Linked DNA regions of Sus scrofa: all the other regions are linked to region 1. Evidence: chromatin contacts called from public targeted proximity ligation data. All regions are on one chromosome and are shown on one strand. The core of a region is the stretch at or near the end of the contact, and the rest is flanking DNA. Distances in the headings are between cores, read along the strand shown. Region 1 has its middle 41 kb from the start of PRKCB. Region 2 overlaps PRKCB (protein kinase C beta type). Region 3 overlaps PRKCB (protein kinase C beta type).

Evidence for each region.
Region 2: a contact with region 1 is called in a targeted proximity ligation map of alveolar macrophages. A contact is called at or near these places in 1 of 47 Hi-C or Micro-C datasets (blood) and 1 of 2 datasets of targeted methods (alveolar macrophages).
Region 3: a contact with region 1 is called in a targeted proximity ligation map of alveolar macrophages. A contact is called at or near these places in 2 of 47 Hi-C or Micro-C datasets (alveolar macrophages and blood) and 1 of 2 datasets of targeted methods (alveolar macrophages).

The regions. Positions count from the first base shown.
Region 1 is chr3:22,422,712-22,426,192 of Sscrofa11.1, reverse strand. No RefSeq gene overlaps it. Among named protein-coding and RNA genes, the nearest start is that of PRKCB, 41 kb to the right of the region's middle.
Region 2 is chr3:22,225,620-22,229,100 of Sscrofa11.1, reverse strand. All of the region lies in intron 2 of PRKCB (protein kinase C beta type), which reads left to right. Among named protein-coding and RNA genes, the nearest start is that of PRKCB, 160 kb to the left of the region's middle.
Region 3 is chr3:22,258,768-22,262,248 of Sscrofa11.1, reverse strand. The region is part of intron 2 of PRKCB (protein kinase C beta type); the gene reads left to right. Among named protein-coding and RNA genes, the nearest start is that of PRKCB, 120 kb to the left of the region's middle.

The DNA.
Region 1 (3,481 bases), core at 678-3,177:
CATGGATCCTTGTCGGGTTTGTTAGCCACTGAGCCATGAAGGGAACTCCTCTCACTGGGTTTCTTGAATCAGGTGTGAGGACGAATATCTTTTTACATGTTTGTAAATCACTTGAATTTTTTTTCTTGAGAACTGCCTGTACTTGTCCTTGCTCAACTTTGCTATTAAGTGTTGGTCTTCCTTGTATTAATTATTTTTTTTTAAGGGCCACACCTGTGGCATACGGAAGCGCGCAAGTGAGGGATGGAATCAGAGCTGCACCTGCTGGCCTGCGCCACAGCCACAGCAACGCCAGATCCTTAACTCGCTGATCGAGGCCAGGGATCTCCTCATGGATACTAGTCAGATTTTTTTCCTCTGAGCCGCCATGGGAACTCCCCTATTAATTTTTTTTGGCCACACCCATGGAATGTGGGAAGTTGGGGACCAGGGATCAAACTGCAGTGACAATGCTGGATCCTGAAACTGCTGCACCATAAGGCAGCTCCTCATATTAATTTTCTTTGTTTTCTTTCCTTTTTTTATGAAAGTATAGTTGATTTACAATGCTGTGCTCCTTGCATGATTATTATTATTCTTATTTATTTATTTTTTTGTCTTTTTGCCTTTCCTAGGGCCGCTCCCGCGGCATATGGAGGTTCCCAGGCTAGGGGTCGAATCGGAGCTGTAGCCGCCGGCCTACACCAGAGCCAGAGCAATGCTGGATTCTTAACTCACCAAGCAGGGCCAGAAACTGAACCCAGGTCCTCACAGACACTAGTTGGGTTCGTTACTGCTGAGCTGCAGAGGGAACTCTGTGTTAATTTTTTTTTTTTTTTTTTTTTTTTTTTTGCCACACCCAGGACATGCGGAAGTTCCCTGGGCCAGGGATTGAACCCATGCCACAACAGTGACAATGCCAGATCCTTAACCTGCTGAGCCACTAGGGAAATCCTCCGTGGTAATTTTTAAAAAGCCTTTTTACATTAAGAAACTTAGCCCATGCTTTGTTATATATGTTGTGACTATTTTTTTCTGATTTGCTGTTTGTCTTTTGATTTTGTTTAATATGGATATTTGAAAAATAAAATGAAATACCTAGTAAAAGGTATCAGTCTTTTCTCTTATCATGTCTCTGATTCATGTCTTTCTTAGAAAGGTCTTCCCTTATCCAAGATGATAAAAACTTCCCCCATTTTTCTAGGATTCCAATGGCTTTTTTCTTTTTCTTCTGTTACAGCTTGGTTTCTTTTTTGATATTAACATTTTGGCCCTAAGGAATTAATGTGATATCAGGAATGGGGTAGCAAACTACCCTCCCTCCTTTAAATCTAGATAACCACCCAGATCTCCTCAAACCATTTTTATTTATTTATTTATTTATTTTTATCTTTTTGCCATTTCTTAGGCTGCTCCCGCGGCATATGGAGGGTTCCCAGGCTAGGGGTTGAATAGGAGCTGTAGCCACCAGTCTACACCAGAGCCACAGCCACACAGGATCCGAGCCGCGTCTGCCACCTACACCATAGCTCCCGGCAACGCCAGATCCTTCACCCATGGAGCAAGGCCAGGGATCGAACCCACAACCTCATGGCTCCTCGTCAGATTTGTTACCCACTGCGCCACGACGGGAACGCCCTCAAACCATGTATTAACAAGTCCATCGTCTACCAACTTAGTTAAACTACCTCTCTTATCTTCCATAGCAGCTCAGTGTTGTGGATACCTGTAGACCGTCTTAGCTAATTGCATTCTGAGATTCTGGCCAGTTCTTCATTTTTCTTGCTGACGTTGTCGTCTTTCAGAAGCTGGAGGAAGTGTGCAGAGGAACCGTTGTCTTGGGCCAAATTCTGGCCGACCAGGCGGAACGAACTGCTGAGGGGAAGTGACAAGAATCTTGGTACAAAGTGACTATGCCATTCTAGACACTCTGTCTGCCTCCTGCCTCTCTGGTTAGCCCTCAAGCTTCATCCGGCCCCGTTAGGAGCATCCCTTGCGGTCAGGGTCACTGAGAGCCTGCTCTGCCTCTAGCAACAGGAAGTCTGACAAGCGAGTTCCCTAAACACACCCTCCCCTCTCTTCTAAGTCTTTACACAGGCTTGTCCCTTGGCCCACAGCACCTTCTGTCATGTCATTGCTTCGCAGACGCTTCTTCATCCTTGATGGCTAACTGGCTAACTGCCATCAGGCTTTTTGTTGTAGTTGCTGTTGTGTCCCTGGCATACGAAATCCTTGGGCCAGGGATTGAACCCATGCCACAGCAGGGACCTGAGCCACAGCAGAGACACACCAGATCCTTAACCTGAAGTACCACCAGGGAACTCCAGTTTCTGTCTCAGTTTAAAGACTCCCTCCATTGTGAAATCTTCGCCGAGATACAAAGTTAGATGCTCTTAGGAGCTTCTAGTCTCGTCATAGTTTTTACTCAAGGCCAATGGATCGGGGATGGAAAAACCACACACACACACTCTAAAGGTGTGATGATCGGAGCTCCCGTCGTGGCACAGTGGTTAACGAATCCAACTAGGAACCATGAGGTTGCGGGTTTGATCCCTGGCCTTGCTTAGCGGGTTAAGGATCCAGCGTTGCCGTGACCTGTGGTATAGGTGGCAGACGCGGCTCGGATCTAGTGTGGCTGTGGCTCTGATGTAGGCCGGCAACTATAGCTCCAATTAGACCCCTAGCCTGGGAACCTCCATATGCCACGGGAGCAGCCCTAGAAAAGACGCAAAGACCAAAAATAAATAAATAAAGGTCTGATGAGCTGGAAAGTGGCCTGGGTTAGATCCCAAGTAAAGTTCTCTTTCTTTCTTTCCTTCCTTCTTTCCTTCTTTTCTTTCTTTCCTTCTTTCCTTCCTTTCTTCCTTTCTTCCTTTCCTTCTTTCCTTCTTTCCTTCCTTCCTTCCTTCCTTCCTTCCTTCCTTTCTTTCTCTCTCTCTCTCTTTCTTTCTCTCTTTCTTTCTTTCCTTCTTTCCTTCTTTCTTTCTCTTTCTTTTTCCTTTTTCTCCCATCCTTCCTTCCTTTCTCCCTTCCTTCCTCCCTTCCTTTTTTTCTTTTTCTTTTTTTTTTTTTTCATTTTTGGCCTCCCAGAGGCATATGGAGCACCCAGGCCAGGGATCAGATCAGAGCACCAGTCAAGAGCTAAGCCACAGCTTCGGCAATGCTGGATATTTAACCAACTGTGCAGGGCTGAGGGTTGAGCCTGCATCTCAGGGCTCCCAAGACACTGCTGATCCCATCGTGCCACAGCAGGAGCTCCTCAAGTAAAGTTTTCTTATAGTCTATCTGCCCCAGGACCAGGATCAGCTATATCGTTTGGGAGGCTGAGTACAAAACCAACCTGTGGAGTCCCTGGTTCAACAATTATGAATTTCAAGATGGTGACAGCAGAGCATCAAGCCAAGTCTGGGCAGGGCCTTTCTGAGAGTGGGGTTCTTTGAGACTGCATGCATTGCATGCCCACTGTAGTGTGTTGAATGTTGGCCCCTGAAAGATACGTCCA
Region 2 (3,481 bases), core at 316-2,815, 200 kb after region 1:
GTCTCCATGTGTTATCCAAACAAACAGGATATACCCAGCAGCCATCCTGCCCAGGGACCTTCTCACCAGGGTTGGCGTCGCAGGAGGTGGTAGCGGGGGGCGCCTTTCTTTTCATGGGTTTGTTTCCTTCTGAGCTGTGTCCTTTACCTCTTGTTGGCTTCAGTGCTTTATCTGGCTTAGTTAAATAAATTTGGTAACGTTATGAACGAAAACATTCCTTTCCGGTAGTGGCTGACTCCTGCAAAACTATTGCTTTTTTTTTTTTTTTTTTTTTTTTTTTTTTTTTTTTTTTTGTCTTTTCTAGGGCTGCACCCATGGCATATGGAGGTTCCCAGGCTAGGGGTCAAATCAGAGCTGTAGCCACCAGCCTATGCCAGAGCCACAGCAACTTGGGATCCGAGCCACATCTGCGACCTACACCACAGCTCTCAGCAACACCGGATCCTTAACCCACTGAGTGAGGCCAGGGATCGAACCTGCAACCTCATTGTTCCTAGTTGGATTCGTTAACCCCTGAGCCATGACGGGAACTCCAAGGCTATTGCTTTCAAGTTCCCTCCTTAGTGCTGGGCTGCTGCTCAGCTGATGCCGTTGGCTCTTGCTTCCTCCTCTCTTACAGGAGGAAGTCATTCTCATCAGAATTTGGTGAATTCCCTTTAAGACAGGGTAGTAAACAGTGGCCCCAGGGGATGGAATATGATGCGGTTTTGGAAGCAGAATGGGGTCATTCTCTAGGCGTTGAGATGAGTGGCCTCCAGCTGTGTGAGTTTGGGAGGAAGCCCGGGTGGCAGGTGCAGATCAGCAACGCCCTTTCACATTTGAGTCCCCTGTTTCCAGTCTCCCTTCTCTCCCCTCCGTTCATCAAAATCTCTGGAGGTGGGACTTGAGCCCTGATTTGTTTTGAAGATTCCAGGTGAGTCATTGTGCAGCCAGGGCTAAGAGCCAGGGGCATGGAATGGTATCATTTGGGTGAAACAAAACGGACAGAGTTAAAAAAAAAAAAAAGACAGAGATTTATTATTATTTTTGCTGTTTTTGTTTTGTTTTGTTTTTAAAGGGCTGCATCCTTGGCATATGGAGGGTCCCAGACTCAGGGTTGAATGGGAGCTGTACCTGCCAGCCTACACCACAGCCACAACAACACCAGATCTGAGCTGTGTCTAGTGACCTACACCACAGCTCATGACAACGCTGGATCCTTAACCCACCGAGAGAGGCCAGGGATCGAACCCGCATCCTCATGGATACTAGTCGGATTCGTTTCTGCTGTGCCACAATGGGAACTCCATAGATAGAGAATTATATTTCGTATATAGGTAGAGACTCACGTGTGCTCACACACATGCAGAGAGGATCTCTAGAAGGAGAGATAAGAAATTGGTAGAGCAGTGGCCTCTGATAACGGCACAGAGCAGTGATTCTCAACTGCAGCTTATCTGCAGTGTCCACGCTTTAAGTCATAAGCATGGCATACAGGTTTAAAAAGAACTCCGCACTGCACACCCAAGGCTGTCCAGGCAAGGCTGTGTGTGACTCTCTGAGCCCACGCAGCTTGACTGCCTGGGGCCAGCCGCCCACAGAGGCACCAGTACCGCCCGCTGCCTTGGCCACAGCTGCCTTCCTCCTGACTCAGCCTTGGTGAATGATTTCTGAGTGAGGGGGTGACCCAAGAGCCCAGTCAAGCATTCATTCATTCATTGTTAATACATTCATTCATTGTTTTATGGAGGATTAGATATGGGGCTGGCACACACCAGACATGTGAATCTGGCCTCATCCTCATAGCTCATGAAGTAAGTTGTCTCATCCTCACTCTGTGGTTGAGGATATTTTAGCTCAGAGATACCATGTGGTCAAGGTGGAAGTGTTTGAGTCAGGATGACAGGCTAAAACAGCTTGTGAGCTCGTGGGACTCAGATGTCTTTGGATGGTTTGCACAGAGCTTTAAAAAAAAAAAATCCTGGGAGTTCCCACTGGGGCTCAGAGGCAATGAACCTGACTACTATCCAAGAGGATGTGGGTTCGAACCTTGGTCCTGCTCAGTGGGTTAACTAACGATCAGGTGTTGCCATGAGCTGCAGTGTAGGTCACAGATGCGGCTCGGATCCTGTGTTGCTGTGACTGCGGTGTAGGCTGACAGCTCTGATGTGACCCCTAGCCTGGGAACTTCTATATGCCTTGGGTGCGGCCCTAAGAAGACAAAAAATAAAAATTAAAAAAAATTAAAATTAAAATAAAAAAAAATCCTATCTGACAACGCTGGACTTGTGATCCCAGGGCCACTGTTGGATGGACCTGAGTGTCCTGGGATGGGCATGTGCTCTCAGGTTCAGCCCAGCCACCTTCCCTGCTGTATGACACCGGGCTGGCTTCACTCAGTCCGAAGGCCTGGCTGTTGTAGGCATCTGAGTTTATAACCTGCAATAAAGTAGGTGGAATGAGTCAACCATGGTCTGTCCCATGGGGCGTCTGAGCTGAATGATCATTTCTAACTCCAATCTGACCTTCAGGCTGCTGGTTGGAGAACTAAGCTCTCTGCCTCCAATTTCCTTGTGTACATCCTGTGATAGGCTCTTGGCAGTGATACGTTTGTGGAACAGATTTGCACAGTGGATAATTAGTAAAATACAGTATGGAAGGGGCCAGTCATCCAGCCTGGCAGGAGTGTGCGGCAGTGGAAGGGGAGGAGATAAGAGGAAAATGAGGTGATGGTTATATGGTGGGTAGACGCCGGGCTACCTATGGTATTTGAACTTTATTCTTTAGGCCAGAGCTGTTCAATAATATTTTCGAAGATGAGTGTCCAATATGGGAGCTTCTAGCCGCATGTGACTATTAAGCACTCGAAATGTGATGAGTGCGAATGAGGAACTGAATTTTCCATCTTATTTAATGAATTTAAATTGGCATAGTGCCATGTCACCAGTGGCTACCATATTGGACAGTGCCACGTTAAACAGAGTCAGCCAGAGAATGTGTTGGAGCAGGGAAATAATACCAAGCTGAATTTTCAGAGCATGCATTTTCCAAGGGTGTGTAGGCTGCATGGGGTAGAGGGAAGTAGGTAGGAATAATATTGACAGTATTTAGTATATGTTAGGCTCTTCCTATATCCACACACTGTGCGAACTCATTTAATCCTCGTAACAACTCAGTGAAAATAGCACTGTTATTATTTCTGTCTTATAAACTAGGAAACCAAGACACAGCAAGGTCAATGGGCTTATTCAAGGTTACGAAGCTATTCAGTAGTGGTGTCTGGTGCAGCTTGGCTGCAGAGCTTGGACTGTAAACCTCTCCCACCTGGAAAGAAAGAAATAAACCTTTATCGAGAGTTTACTTTGTGCCCTGATGCTGTGTGTCTGTACATGACGTCTTGTTTAGACCTGATAGCAATCATGAAACATTGGTGGTCTTATCTCCTCTGTGGTTGTGGAAACTTTGACTCATAAAGATATCAAGGCGGGCTCATCAGCAGAGC
Region 3 (3,481 bases), core at 364-2,863, 160 kb after region 1:
CAAGATCACAATGGCTGGTAAGTGGAGGAGTCAGAATTTGAATCTAGATCGTCTGACTCCAAAGCCCATTTTGCTTTTAAAAAAAATATTCTTTTCCATTATGGTTTATCATAGGATATTGAATATAGTCCCTTGCAAAGCACATATTTTTGTGTTTTTTTTTCTCTGCCCATGGCATATGGAAATTCTTGGGTCAGGGATCGAACCCTTGTCACAGCCATGACAATGCTGGATCCTTAACCTGCTGAGTTCTAAAGCACGTGTTTTTAACCACCACCTCTTTTTCTTTTTTTTAATTTTTTAAATTTTTTTTTTTTGGGGGGGGAGTTCCCTTCATGGCTCAGTGGTAGCGAACCTGACTAGATCCATGAGGACATGGATTGGATCCCAGGCTTCACTCATTGGGTTAAGGATCTGCCGTTGCTGTGAGCTGTGGTGTAGGTCGCAGACGCAGCTCAGATCTGGCATGGCTGTGGCTGTGGTGTAGCCCGGCAGCTGTAGCTCCAATTAGACCCCTAGCCTGGAAACCTCCATATGCCACAGGTGCGGCCCTAAAAAGACAAAAGACCAAAAAAAATGAAATAAAATAAAATAAAATAATAGAGACAGTGATTCGGGCGTATAAACACTTGAGTTTGGCCTGGAGCTTGCTCTCTGTGAGGCTATGTATGAGTATTAGCATGTTTATAATCTTCTAGAGTTTACAGGTGGATATGGGCAGGGGGTCAGGGGGAGAATGAGATTGAAATGCAGAGGAGAAAGAAAGAACTGTCCCTTGGGACTTTCTAGAAAAGAAAGGCAAAGGAAGCCTTGGCTCCAGCCCACAGACCTGTTAGAAAGTGAACCTGGTCTCTACTTACTCATCAGCAGTACTGAGTCCTGTTAACAGCGACAAAACAATTAATAGTCTTTTGGACAGAACTGCAAGGGAGCTGGATTGGCTAACTGGTCGACCTTAGCTGCGTCTCTCGGGCCAGGACCCTTCCTGGGGTTCAATGTCCTTCTTTCTCTTTTTCCTCACTGTCTTTCCTTCCTTCTTACCGCTCCTTTTTCTTCAACAATTATTTTTGAGCACCTGGTATTTTCTGATTCCATCAATATCTATTGGGTGCCTATGGTGTGCCACACGTACTTGTTGGTGTTGAAGCCACAGCGGCGAAATAGGCAGACAAGCTCCCCTCATTTCCAAATAGGCAGAGGAGGTGGTCCCCCTGGGGCACAAAGCCAGCAGGTACCAGCTATTTTCAGTGGTGTATCTCCACCCCCAATCCTAACCTGCTCCCTAGGTGTATACCATTCCTGGGGAAACTGAGGCTGGAGGGCTTGAGTCAATTGTCCAAAGTGTCACAGACAGGCCCAGATCTCTGGGAAATCCCTCGGAGCCGCATGAGCGCAGCTAAACCTGACTCCAGATCCGACTCAGTCTGCGCTGGGACTCAGAGCCTCTTTTCCTCTCTTCACTTGGGCCGAGAGACCAGCCGCTTTCACTCTCCCCGTGTTGCCACCACCCATAATGTCCCAAAGAGACTGGCTCTGGGGCGGATGTGGTCCCCCCAGCTGCCCACTTCCTTGCTGCTTCTGCCAACAGCAGCTTCAGCCCTTCTGATGTGAAGGTTTTTTTTTTTTTTTTCCTGTTGATCCCTCTAGGGGAAACAGATGTGGGTGGGGAGGCTGGCAGAGCTCACCCACACTCACCTAAGCCCGGAAGTAACCCAGGCTCTCTGCACCCCTGATGATGACAGCGACTCCCTTCTGAGATGCCTGGCTCACTGGCTCCCCTCACCCCCCACCCCCCCATAGGGTTCCCGCTATTTTGCTGGTGGATAAAGCGCCTTCCGATCTCAACCCGCTGTCAGGCAGGACTTCCTCTTTGAGACTTGACTTCCTAGGCCTAGACCAGCGAAAAGCCAAGCCGCGTGGTTAAGCGGAGGAGGTGAAGAACTGAGTCTTAGGTCCAAATCCCTGTGCTGCCATTGATGAGCTGTGTTATCTCACACACGTTGATTAACCTCTCTGAGTTCCTTTGTGAAAGAAGCCTGAGCGTACCTCCATCAGAGGGCCATAGCAATAAGGCCCCTGAGCCTCTTAGCTCAGTGCCTGGCCCACCGTAAACAGGAAGGGCTGGGAAGAGAAGAAGGCTTCTGGTGTCTGCAGGCCCCTCAGACCTGGGGCCCCCATTTCTAAGACTTGGCATGGCCTTCCAGGGCTGCGTCTGCCCACGGTTTCACTTTAGCAAAGGCCTCTCCTTTCTCTCTGCTTTGCCTTTTGTCTCTTGGTCTGTTACCTCCGTGTTCTCCATAGTGAACGATCACATAAAACCCTCCCTTGCCCTGGTGCCCATTTCTCCCTGAGTGAGAGGCATGCCTGAGCGCCCTGGTTGGCCTCTGGGGAGGACAGGAGGAGTGGCCCCCATCAAAGAAGCCCTGTGGTCCATGGGTAGCAAGCCCCGTTCTTGTCTTGCCCAACTCCTGCTCCCAGATCCATTAGCCTCCTTGAATCAGCCCCGCCATTCCAGAAGAGCTATGGGAAAGGGTGGTTGCATATAAAACAATGCTCTGCAGCTCACATCAGTGGAAACATGTTCCCGGTTTAACTTGAGTCTCTGGAGGATTGCGGGGTGTCTGTCACATGCAGAACCAAGTAGCAGAAGGAATGGATGCCCTCCCCGCCCCAGGAAAGGTGTTTGTACTTTCACTCCTTTGTTCACTATTCATTCAACCCATGTCGGTGCCAACACTGGGAATGATCTGTCTTCTCCATCGTTACCAATCGAATGGGTGAGAAGGTATCTTGTGTTAATTTGCATCTCCCAGGTATCCAGCCACTTGGGCATGTCTTCATGTGCTTGTTGCCAGTAGTATTTCTTTCTTTGGGAATTCCCTAAGAATTGTCCATTTTTCTAGTGGGATTTTTCTTTTCTTTTCTTTTCTTTTTTCATTTTATAGCCACACCCACGGCATATGGAAGTTTCTGGACTAGGGGTCTACTTGGAGCTGCAGCTGAGGCCTTCGCCACAGCCACAGCAATGCAGGGTCCGAGCCGCCCTGTGACCTACGCCACAGCTTGTGGCAGTGCTGGGTCCTTAACCCACTGAGCAAGGCCAGGGATTGAAGCTGCATCCTCACAGGGATAATATCAGGTCCTTAAGCTGCTGAGCCACAACAGGAACTCCTAGTGGGCTCTTTCTTTCCTTCCTTCCTTCCTTCCTTCCTTCCTTCCTTCTCTCTCTCTTTCTTTCTTTCTTTCTTTTTGGTCTTTTTGCCATTTCTAGGGCCACTTCTGCGGCATGTGGAGGTTCCCAGGCTAGGGGTCTAATCGGAGCGGCAGCCGCCGGCCTACACCAGAGCCACAGCAACACGGGATCCAAACCGCATCTGCAACTCAAACCACAGCTCACGGCAACGATGGATCCTTAACCCACTGAGCAAGGCCAGGAATCGAACCCACAACCTCATGGTTCCTAGTCGGATTTGTTAACCAC